Linked DNA regions of Bombyx mori: region 1 is linked to region 2. Evidence: chromatin contacts called from public Hi-C data. All regions are on one chromosome and are shown on one strand. Each heading gives the region's core, a stretch centred on a gene start, on an enhancer-like site or on the middle of the called end of the contact. The rest is flanking DNA. Distances are from core to core; before and after follow the strand shown.

Evidence for each region. Hi-C and Micro-C count contacts between places; a contact is called where the count stands out from the background.
Region 1: a Hi-C map of whole pupa shows a contact between it and region 2, with 2.6 times the contacts expected there. The contact joins the enhancer-like site here to the promoter of LOC101746494 in region 2. A contact is called at or near these places in 2 of 7 Hi-C or Micro-C datasets (both in whole pupa).

What each region holds. Positions count from the first base shown.
Region 1 is chr3:9,135,176-9,140,023 of ASM3026992v2, reverse strand. LOC101746494 (protein gustavus) reads right to left here. Exons shown (of 6, transcript XM_012695145.4): 6 at 2,161-4,848. It overlaps LOC101746638, which reads left to right. Exons shown (of 19, transcript XM_004931700.5): 15 at 1-149; 16 at 664-829; 17 at 1,224-1,422; 18 at 2,268-2,400; 19 at 3,257-3,720. The coding sequence ends at 3,391. Among protein-coding and RNA genes, the nearest start is that of LOC101746638, 19 kb to the left of the region's middle. Within about 2 kb of position 1,368, at least 7 of the 8 cell types and tissues checked have open chromatin away from gene starts, as enhancers often do.
Region 2 is chr3:9,073,224-9,077,779 of ASM3026992v2, reverse strand. It overlaps LOC101746494 (protein gustavus), which reads right to left and starts at 1,304. Exons shown (of 6, transcript XM_012695145.4): 1 at 1,054-1,304.

The DNA of each region.
Region 1 (4,848 bases), core at 119-2,618, 62 kb before region 2:
CGCGCGGCGATAACAGGGGTATCTATAGTCTCACGTTTGGACCTATGGAGTGTAGACCGTTGCCGATAATATTCTCGCCCACCACCAACCACCCTCAAGCGGGGATGTTAAATTTAATGTTAGACAAAAACAGTGATTATTCGAGAAAGGTAGCTATAATTTATTACATGCATTAAGTTATTAGTTATTTTTATATATTTCATCAAGCACATAATAATGTTTCTTGAAGTCGTTGTGGTCTAAAGAATAAGACTCTTTAGTTACTTCTGTTCGTTCTTGTTGAGTGATGAAAATTTGTCAGGTTTCAAATCTCGCGACTCCCTATGAACAAAACAACAAAAAACCTACTGATTATCGGATTGTGTTGTGAGCTCGCTAGGATAGGTACCGCCATCTTGCCCATTTTTGCTGTGAAGCAGTCATATTTCTATTTTTAAGGGTGGGGCATCCCTTATACTACACCCTTGAGACTTCGGCCTTATATCTCAAGTGGGCCTTGAGCTCTCTCACTCAAATGGGCTTCTGCTGAACATTGGCCCCTCCTATATGAGTTTGACAAAAAAAATTAAGCATTCATAAATAAATTGAAAAACATATTTCACATTTCGGTGTTGAATCTCCAAAGAGGCACGAAATATTAATTTTTAATTTTTTGTAAACTAGGTGAAACTATTTGCGTGTGCCAGTGGAGAGAATATGCGTTGGTCGGGCCTGGTCACATATGGTGACACCGCACTAGTGCGCGCCGTCACTAGGATGCCAATTAACTTGGAGCTTTACAACAAATCAGCCATGCCAACGTTTGTATGTGCGCGAGTACATTTTAATTGTAAGTTTATATTTTTACATATAGTTTTGTGTTATCTAATTTAAAAACCACCAGAGTTTGACAATGTTCACAGTATATGTAGATGTTCACTGGTAGCCTCCAGTTAATTAAGCTTGACCTGGTAAGCGAGCTCACGGGCTTGAGAGAAATTGCTAACACTAGCCCTAGCAAGAGCAGTGCTTCGCAGAATCTACAACTGGATCAGAAACGCGACCCACTGAGAAGATCCGGCGAGAAAGTCAGTAGGCCATGTCTAAGGGTTAATTTACTCGCGGAACCGAATATTTTGTGTTCTACGTTAGCTACCCGCTACAAGCCATACGTTATGTTTAAATTTAGATTTTAATATTATCTCTAGTAAAGAATTTCATGGTTGAATTTATTTATTTTCCAGTACAATACATGTCAGTGTCAAAAACAGCTTCCTGGCTGGGCGACCGGTGCGTCGTGAAGCCACGTTCTCGACATACGGTGTCGCTGCAGGTGGACTGGGCGCAAGTCGAGCGCAGAGCTCGGGACACCGCCACCGCTACGGCTCTGGCTACCGTCACTTTGCTCACTGGACATGAGTACACCAGAAGAAGGATACTGAGGTAAACGAAGTGCAACTACATACTGTGCGTCACTGAGCACATATTAAATATCACGTCCTTACGAATCCATCAGGTCCAATAACCCTTGCATTAGACACCTTTAGCTCTAACACTAGGAGTAGAGACCCCGTAAAGTAACCGTACTCGTCGAACTTGGCAAAGAGCTCGACGTGCAACCTAACCTAAACATCAGCCCGCTGAGTTTCTCACCGAACGTTCTCAGCGGGTCGATCCCAATCCGGTAGTAGATTCATTCGCGAAGCAGCTACTCTCGAGTCGTTAGGTCTTCTTTGGAGGCGCTTGGGTAGCTGATAGCAAATCCCACGCCTCCTGGCTGAGCCTTTGCTCGTCCACCTGTCTTAGTCAAACTAGAAAGGCCTCTGGACCACCAGTAATCTCTCAAACATAAAAAAAATAAAAAACGTATTAAATATATCTATTATTTGTAAGTTGAGTGAGAAAATATATTATTATGTTATTTTAGTAGAGGCAGCTTTCTCCCCGATATTGCTTGTTCAAGTGAAGCGGTGACCAATGTCCTTTCTAATTGAAAGCTTTAAAAATACTAAAGTATAAAAAGACAATTAACAAAAGTAATCAACAGAAATTGGCATTTTAACAGATTTAAACCCAAAAACCAAATATAAAAAAAAATCTTAATCATATTCATTTTTCATATTTATAGAATAAAATAGTTGATACATTTCTATTAAGGGAATATGGAATGAAAAACTTAAATTGTTCTTTATCATTTTAATTATCTAATATTAAACATAATTGGCGTTATGTTCTACTATATACGGATAATGTTTGATCTCACTTCATATATTTTGTTTTCCTTTTAGAGTACTGCGAAATAATACAAGTGAAGGTTTAGATACCTCAATTTTACCTGACCACTTGAAAGTACTGGCCGGCCAGTTCGAAGGTGAAGATTCCAATATGGACAATTTTTTGAAAGAATTTGAAGAATCGAAAGTAAGTATATTGAAATTAAACAAATGCTGCTGTGTTCAGCCCTTATATTTGAAAACAAACTTAATGTAGTTTGGATCTCCGTCAAATTATTCTACTTATATCTCATTCTAATAAAACAAAGAGTTTTAGTAAAGCTCATTCGATCCACGTTTACAAAATGTACGGATCTGAGATTATAATTTACAAAATCGTGCGTCTGAATACGCGTGATTCTTTACTATTGCCGTAACAGTACTAATACTATTACGTTATTAAACTATCAGTATCTATATTAGTTGGTTGTTTTCTGTAATGTTTAAGGCAAATTGTCTTTACTTACAGCTATCAAAAGCAGTTTTCGTCAATGTGTCGTAAAGAGCTGAAGCAACCAATAAGATTTTGTACCTTACTGAGTACTTGCTGCTCTAGTAGTCCACATTGGTTACTGCCTCATAAACATTCTACATACAGATTTCCACACAAGCAAATAGTGGTGTTCATATTCATTGCATAGTACATAATTTTTAATACATTCGCTGTATGCTTATTTTGATTGTGTGGGAAATGTACTGTAATTGTAATGTATCGAGCTAAGTCTCCAAATTCAGTACAATATTTATAAAAAGCTGGAGATTTTTCTATTTAAAAAATCAGTAACAACAGATTCTAGAGAAAAGCTTCGCGTTATTAAATATTATATCGTATTCTCATCACAAAAGTGACACACTGTAAATGATGAAATGTAAGACTAAGCCACTGTGTCATTGTTGTGCCAAAATTACGACGGGGACAGTCATAGTCAATTCATTAAAACTATAATTAATATGATCTAATGTAAAAGTAAATAAAAATTCTCATTTGTTTATATTTATTTCAGGTTTCTTTGAATGAACTGATTGGGGGTCTGCAAGAGCTGACCGCGCAAATAGAGCTACTGCAAGATTTCCCTGAAGAAAATACTATTATAATTAGTGATGATACAGTTATAGAACATCACACGCTCTGCGATTAAGATCATAATTTTACAAAATAATGCCATAATAGTTTGTCATAACAGTATTTCCAGTACTTAACATTAAATTAGGATAATGATGAAATTTTGTATAAGTTTTTTAATTTTAAAATAAATTATCAATTCATTTTACGTAAACATGTTTAATTTTGTGACTATTTAAATTTATAAAATTGATTTTAATGCAATACGATTCTCAACATGTCCGTCCATAATATAAATAATTTTTGTACGAGAATTGCATTCCTAGAAGTTACAATGATTCAAAAAAACAATAAAAATATGTGTATATAATTTTATTTATGAATTACAATTCATTTTCATTCGTTCTCTCGTCTTATTTTTTTGTCTTTCTGTCTAAGAGATTCGACTGTCCAACGCAGTTGTCCGTTAAAATGATTTTCATTAACATTGCCTAGAAAACTTATAGAACTAAAATGCATTTTCACTTACAATAAAGTCATAAAACACCGCAAAACGATTATAAATATGTACAAAGACTAACTACATCGCTCATGAGTAAGAAATAGATTGTTTTTTTTTTTTAATTCATTAAACCGTGAATATGTACAGCAAACCCCGAAGCATTGGGATAAAGACGAGTGTGGCTTTGTTACATAAGACTCCGAACATAAAACGTAACATAAGATTGGGTTCTGAAAATCTCGAGTTTGGTCCATTAGCAGGGTTTACAGTATAACATCACTTTACTTCAATGAGCTTTGCGTGTTTTATTTATCAAACTTACAACAAATTACATACGTCGACTTTACACGTGCCCAGTCACGCACACAAGCACACGCACAGACACAGGTCCGGTCATTCTCTTTTGGCAGTTTTATAGTATCATCGTTATTATAGCACTCGCACATAACTCAGCGTTATTAATATACATATAAAAAAAAACGCTCTATGCGTTTACATACAACACAAACACATGATCATATATTTTACAGTTTGTTAATTATAGAGGTACTGCGAGTATGAGAAACGGTAAAAAGGCCGTTCGTATATCCACGCCGCCATACAATCTACGTATGAAATATGCTTAGTTAAAATGGAAGTAATTACATTTACAGCTAATCTGGATCGAATGGCCGATATCTCTTACAAGTGCCTTCAAAATATTATTATTATCTTTAATTCATTATAATTTGCATTTAACATCTAATAAGTCTAATTAGTCACGAAAGAAGACGTCGTGAAGACATGCACTCGCTGGATGTGACCAAAAGTAAGTCAAAACGTTTAGGAAGTGTCAGCTAAAACGATTCCGAACTCGACACACTCATTCGTAGTTGCGATGCGTATTGCAGACGTATATACATACAGACACACGCACGCGCACACATAATCATTACAATAGGAATTTAAAGTACTAAATAAAAATTAAAATAATAATAAAAAAAACCAGTCACTAAATCGACCGGCGTAGTAAGATTGCCAACGATACACTG
Region 2 (4,556 bases), core at 55-2,554:
TACGATTTGCACCATTTGACTCAGAGTGGGCAGTTACATTCACTTATGAGGTCTATGGGTTCTGATAACTTGTATATTATCTAGATGGGAAATTGGTTGTCCATCTGTTAAAAAAAAAATATTATTTACTTTGGGCAAAAACTTTAATGTTTAATACATACAAATGTTATTGTTGTCATATCTCAACCTATATTTTTTAGATTCTTTAGTTTTAGGCTGAACATGGGCTAGATAAGTCAAATATTCTGATGATAACTAATTTCTGCAGGTCATACACACTACGTACCTCGATGCAAAGGGTGATAAATCTTAATGCATTACCGATTCTTGGTAGATATTGGCTGTGTTCATATTCATGCAAGCTCAAATATGTTTTAATAGGTACTTGTAAATTTGAATTGTATTCTGTTAAAATTGCTTGCAAATTCATATTTTGTAAAATATTGATTTAGAAGACTTGGTGATGAATATTAAATTATAATTTGTTTATTTTATGCAAAATTGTAGGAGACAATAAGAATCTGTGATGTAAGTATGTAATAACTGTAATTTTGTATTAGTACTTCCTGAAGAGTGTTTTCTTTGTGTAAGAAATAACAATGAAGGCAATCAATCTAATGGTGTATAAGCAAAGAGTAATTAGTTGTGAAAAGCAAAATACAAAGCATCGATTTCTGAATAGTCAATTTATATTAAATAATTCTAAACAATGAATAAGTTTCATTTGTAGAATTTGATTTTTCTAAAAAGTAAGTGGCATTTGTAAATCTGTGTAAATATTTATCTTATTTGTATTGAATATCCAAATGCTATATGGATTCGTAACGTCCTCGAATACTAAAGATAGGAGCGTGTTTAAATATCGACCCATGTGCTTAGCTTTATGCCCAGCTTAAAACTTTTTTATACACACGAATCTTATTTGAAATGAGTCAAAAAGGATTTAGCTAGTGGTCAATAAAGCATTTTGGTATTGTGGTACATAATTGCATACACGCTGAAATTGTTTAGTACATTAAGAGAGTCTTCAACTACCAATAGAAACTTTTTTACCTTCGTTTTCGTGACTCCACGGTGCCGCTTTAGTTTCCCAGCCCTGAGTATAGTTAATCACAGCACTTATCATCACAATACTATAAAAAAATATTTACTAATCTTTCCATTAAATAATAGAACTATAAATACTTTTGAAGTAACATAAATACTTTGCTATAAAAATTTTAAGCGAGGGACTGGGGCATGACACAAATCACAAAACAAACCAGTACAGAAAGAGAAAAAACAATACTAGCGACGCGCATGCGTTTTAACTAGGTATGTCGTTAAAGCTGCACCTCTACTCCACGCTTATTTTTTAACATCAATACAAGTAGTGTTGGACTCACATCGATTATTTTTCCGACACAGAACAACAACGCTAAGAAAGAAAGAAATACATAACTGGAAGGAATACTGAAGATTTTTTTTCTATTTGTATCATTCAAGTGACGCGGAAGTTAAAATAATCACCAATTCGGCATCCCACATACATTAGACAAAATATGTCTTCAAAAGCTCTTTGTGTAGAATGAAATTTTATGCTAGTGGCTGAAAACTGCCCGAAAAATCGTATCTGCAGTCCTGCAGTAGCGTTAGCTAGGATAGAATTGAGAAATAGACCTAGGAGCAAACCACCGGGACACCGGATCGGTACAGCTATAAATAATACATATAAATTAGTTAGGTACAGCTGGTATTCTTTCCACAATTTAAGCTACCTTAGTTACGTTAGCATTTTTTTGTATAGCATAACAAAGTTTGCAATAAATGACAAAAATGTATTTCAAGACAAGATAATTATTATCGATATTTCGATAAATTCGTAGCGTGAGAACACTGCTAAAACAGTGTTGTGTATAGTTTCGCCATCTAGCGTGGAATTCTAGAAGCGTTACTAAAGTTACTAAAGAAAACTAGATTCAATAATATTTTAACAGATGTCACTGAAATACAACATTTTTCGAAAAATTGGCGTTTTTCTTGAAATTGGAAACTAACATTTAATTCGTTGTTCGTCATAAAATCCTTTTGTATTCTTAGTTGTTAGCTTTTACCAAAATATCAAGCTACTTTATCACATTATTTACAGGATCTAGAGTTCAAAACATCGTCTTTAGTTATTTTTTAATTGGCCTTCTAATCATCTTTTCTTTCTTCCCATTAATTCATGATCTAATATTTACGGAAATATGTACCTAATTCGCATAAAAACTGTATAATCTCAAAACGTACTAAATTTTACAGGAGAGTGTTTTAAAGGTTTAACATATCATATTTTTAATATTAATCATCTTTGCAACATTTATTTTTTAGTTTTTACCAGTTACATTATCTGTCTTTTAAAGATAAAATTATGTATTAATTTTGTTAATAGTAGTCAAAATATAGGTAAACTAAAAAAAAAATTAAAACTAAACTACGCTCTTTTGACAGTATTTATGAGAAAAATACTGGTGATACCAAATGATTCCGTATATTAACTCAATTTCGAATATTTTTGAAAATTGCACACTTTTAATGCGAAAAGACAATATATACGTACGGTAGCTGAAAATTAAAAGTCAGTGTGCCGAATAAACTCATATTACAATACGTGTAGAGTATATTAAATTATACCTACATCAAAACACAAATACACATATATAAAATAGAATATAAACTATTTATAAGACGATATATGCAATGAGCAGTATTTTCGCTAAAAACCATCTTTTCTAGACAACCATCGACCGTATAAACGAATTATGAAAATTTTGCAAGCTTTGGTGTTCTATATTACCTATAGTAGGCTTATAGTGCTATTTATAATAAGGGCCTAATGCTCAGGGTTCATCGGATGTTACGTGGCTACTGCAGTAGGTTACGAAACTGATAATACCTTTTACTTACTATCTTTAGACAATATATTGTCCAAAATCTGTCTTTCATAAGTCAAATTATCAAGAGCCGATGTAAAGCCGATTTTTAGGACTGTATAGTTTATAAGTATTATGATGATAGAAATTTCCTGTGTAGCTTAAGTTACAGTTCACGTTATTCTCTTTTTTTTCTACTTCGCGCGGACGGGTAGGTGTGCTCACGAGCTCAACTTGAGTGAATTTGCTAACACTAGCTCTAGCAACTGAACTGAATTGATTGAACACCTGTCTGTTGCAAAATACGTTGGCAGGCTTCAATTGAAATGGTGTATCATTTGAAAGGGCGTAAAGTACATTTGTAGCTCTACGAATTGCCAGAAGCAGCCAGAAGTCACTAGGCAATAGATAGGTAGATTTGATAGGGTAATGGCGGTGCAAGTATTTAGAGAGCCACGTGGTAGAACCTAATTGTGGTACTACAAACAATCAGCTATACAATATCCTATATAACAACATTTTCTGAGTTTCAGATTTCTATAATAGAAAATTAAAAAAAATCAATAATAAATGATAGTGCCTGAAGCGAAGCGAGGGCGGGTCGCTAGTACATTATGGTCCTGCACATCGCGTCATATGAGAATGTATTGGAACACATGCAGTGTCACATTTCACGGATATTAAAATATGTTCCTTTCAGTTTTACGAGCATCCTTTCAAACATATTTCGTGAGCTCAATTTCATGGCTAATTAAGTTTATGGTTAGGAAGACATGACAACTAATACCTATTTAGATTTTTATTTTTATGGTTTTTGATTGATCATGCATGGATATATGTACGTTTAGGACACTAGACGAGTTGTAAGCCTTTAAGTGGCAAATAAAATTGTCACCATGCGTTGTTTTTTTTAATTTTTTTTATTGCTTAGATGTGTGGACGAGCTCACAGCCCACCTGGTGTTAGGTGGTTACTGGAGGCCATAGACATCTACAACGTAAATGCGCCACACACCTTTAGATATAAGTTCTAAGGTCTCGGTATAGTTACAACGGCTTCCCCACCCTTCAAACCGAAACGCATTACTGCTTCACGGCAGAAATAGGTGGTGGTACCTGCCCGTGCGGACTCACAAGAGGTCCTACCACCAGTAATTACGTAAATTATGATTTTGCGGGTTTGATTTTTATTACACGATGTTATTCCTTCACCAAAGAAGTCAATCGTGAACATTTGTTAAGTACGTATTTCATTTGAAAAATTGGTACCCGCCTGCGGGATTCGAACACCAGTGCATCGCTAAACACGAATGCACCGGAAGTCTTATCCTTTAGGCCACGACGACTTTTAAGTTGTTACCTAAATAGACTTTTTTCATGCAAACCTTTACGGACAAATAGACAAGGCGGTGGTATCTATTCGTGCGAGCTCATAAGACGTCCTTGCACCAGTCATATGGACATGTGCGGTCAAGTCTTATATATTTTCTACGGAATTCCCTTTATTTTCTAGAATCAATGATGAAAAAAATATCAAGTTCTCATTAATGAATAAAATATAAACTAGATGGCGTTAGTGGTTCTATTCATTAATTTTTTTCCTGCCTATTTTAAGGACCTCAAGAGGTCATACTAGATTCACCGAACGAGTAGGTGAGCTCAC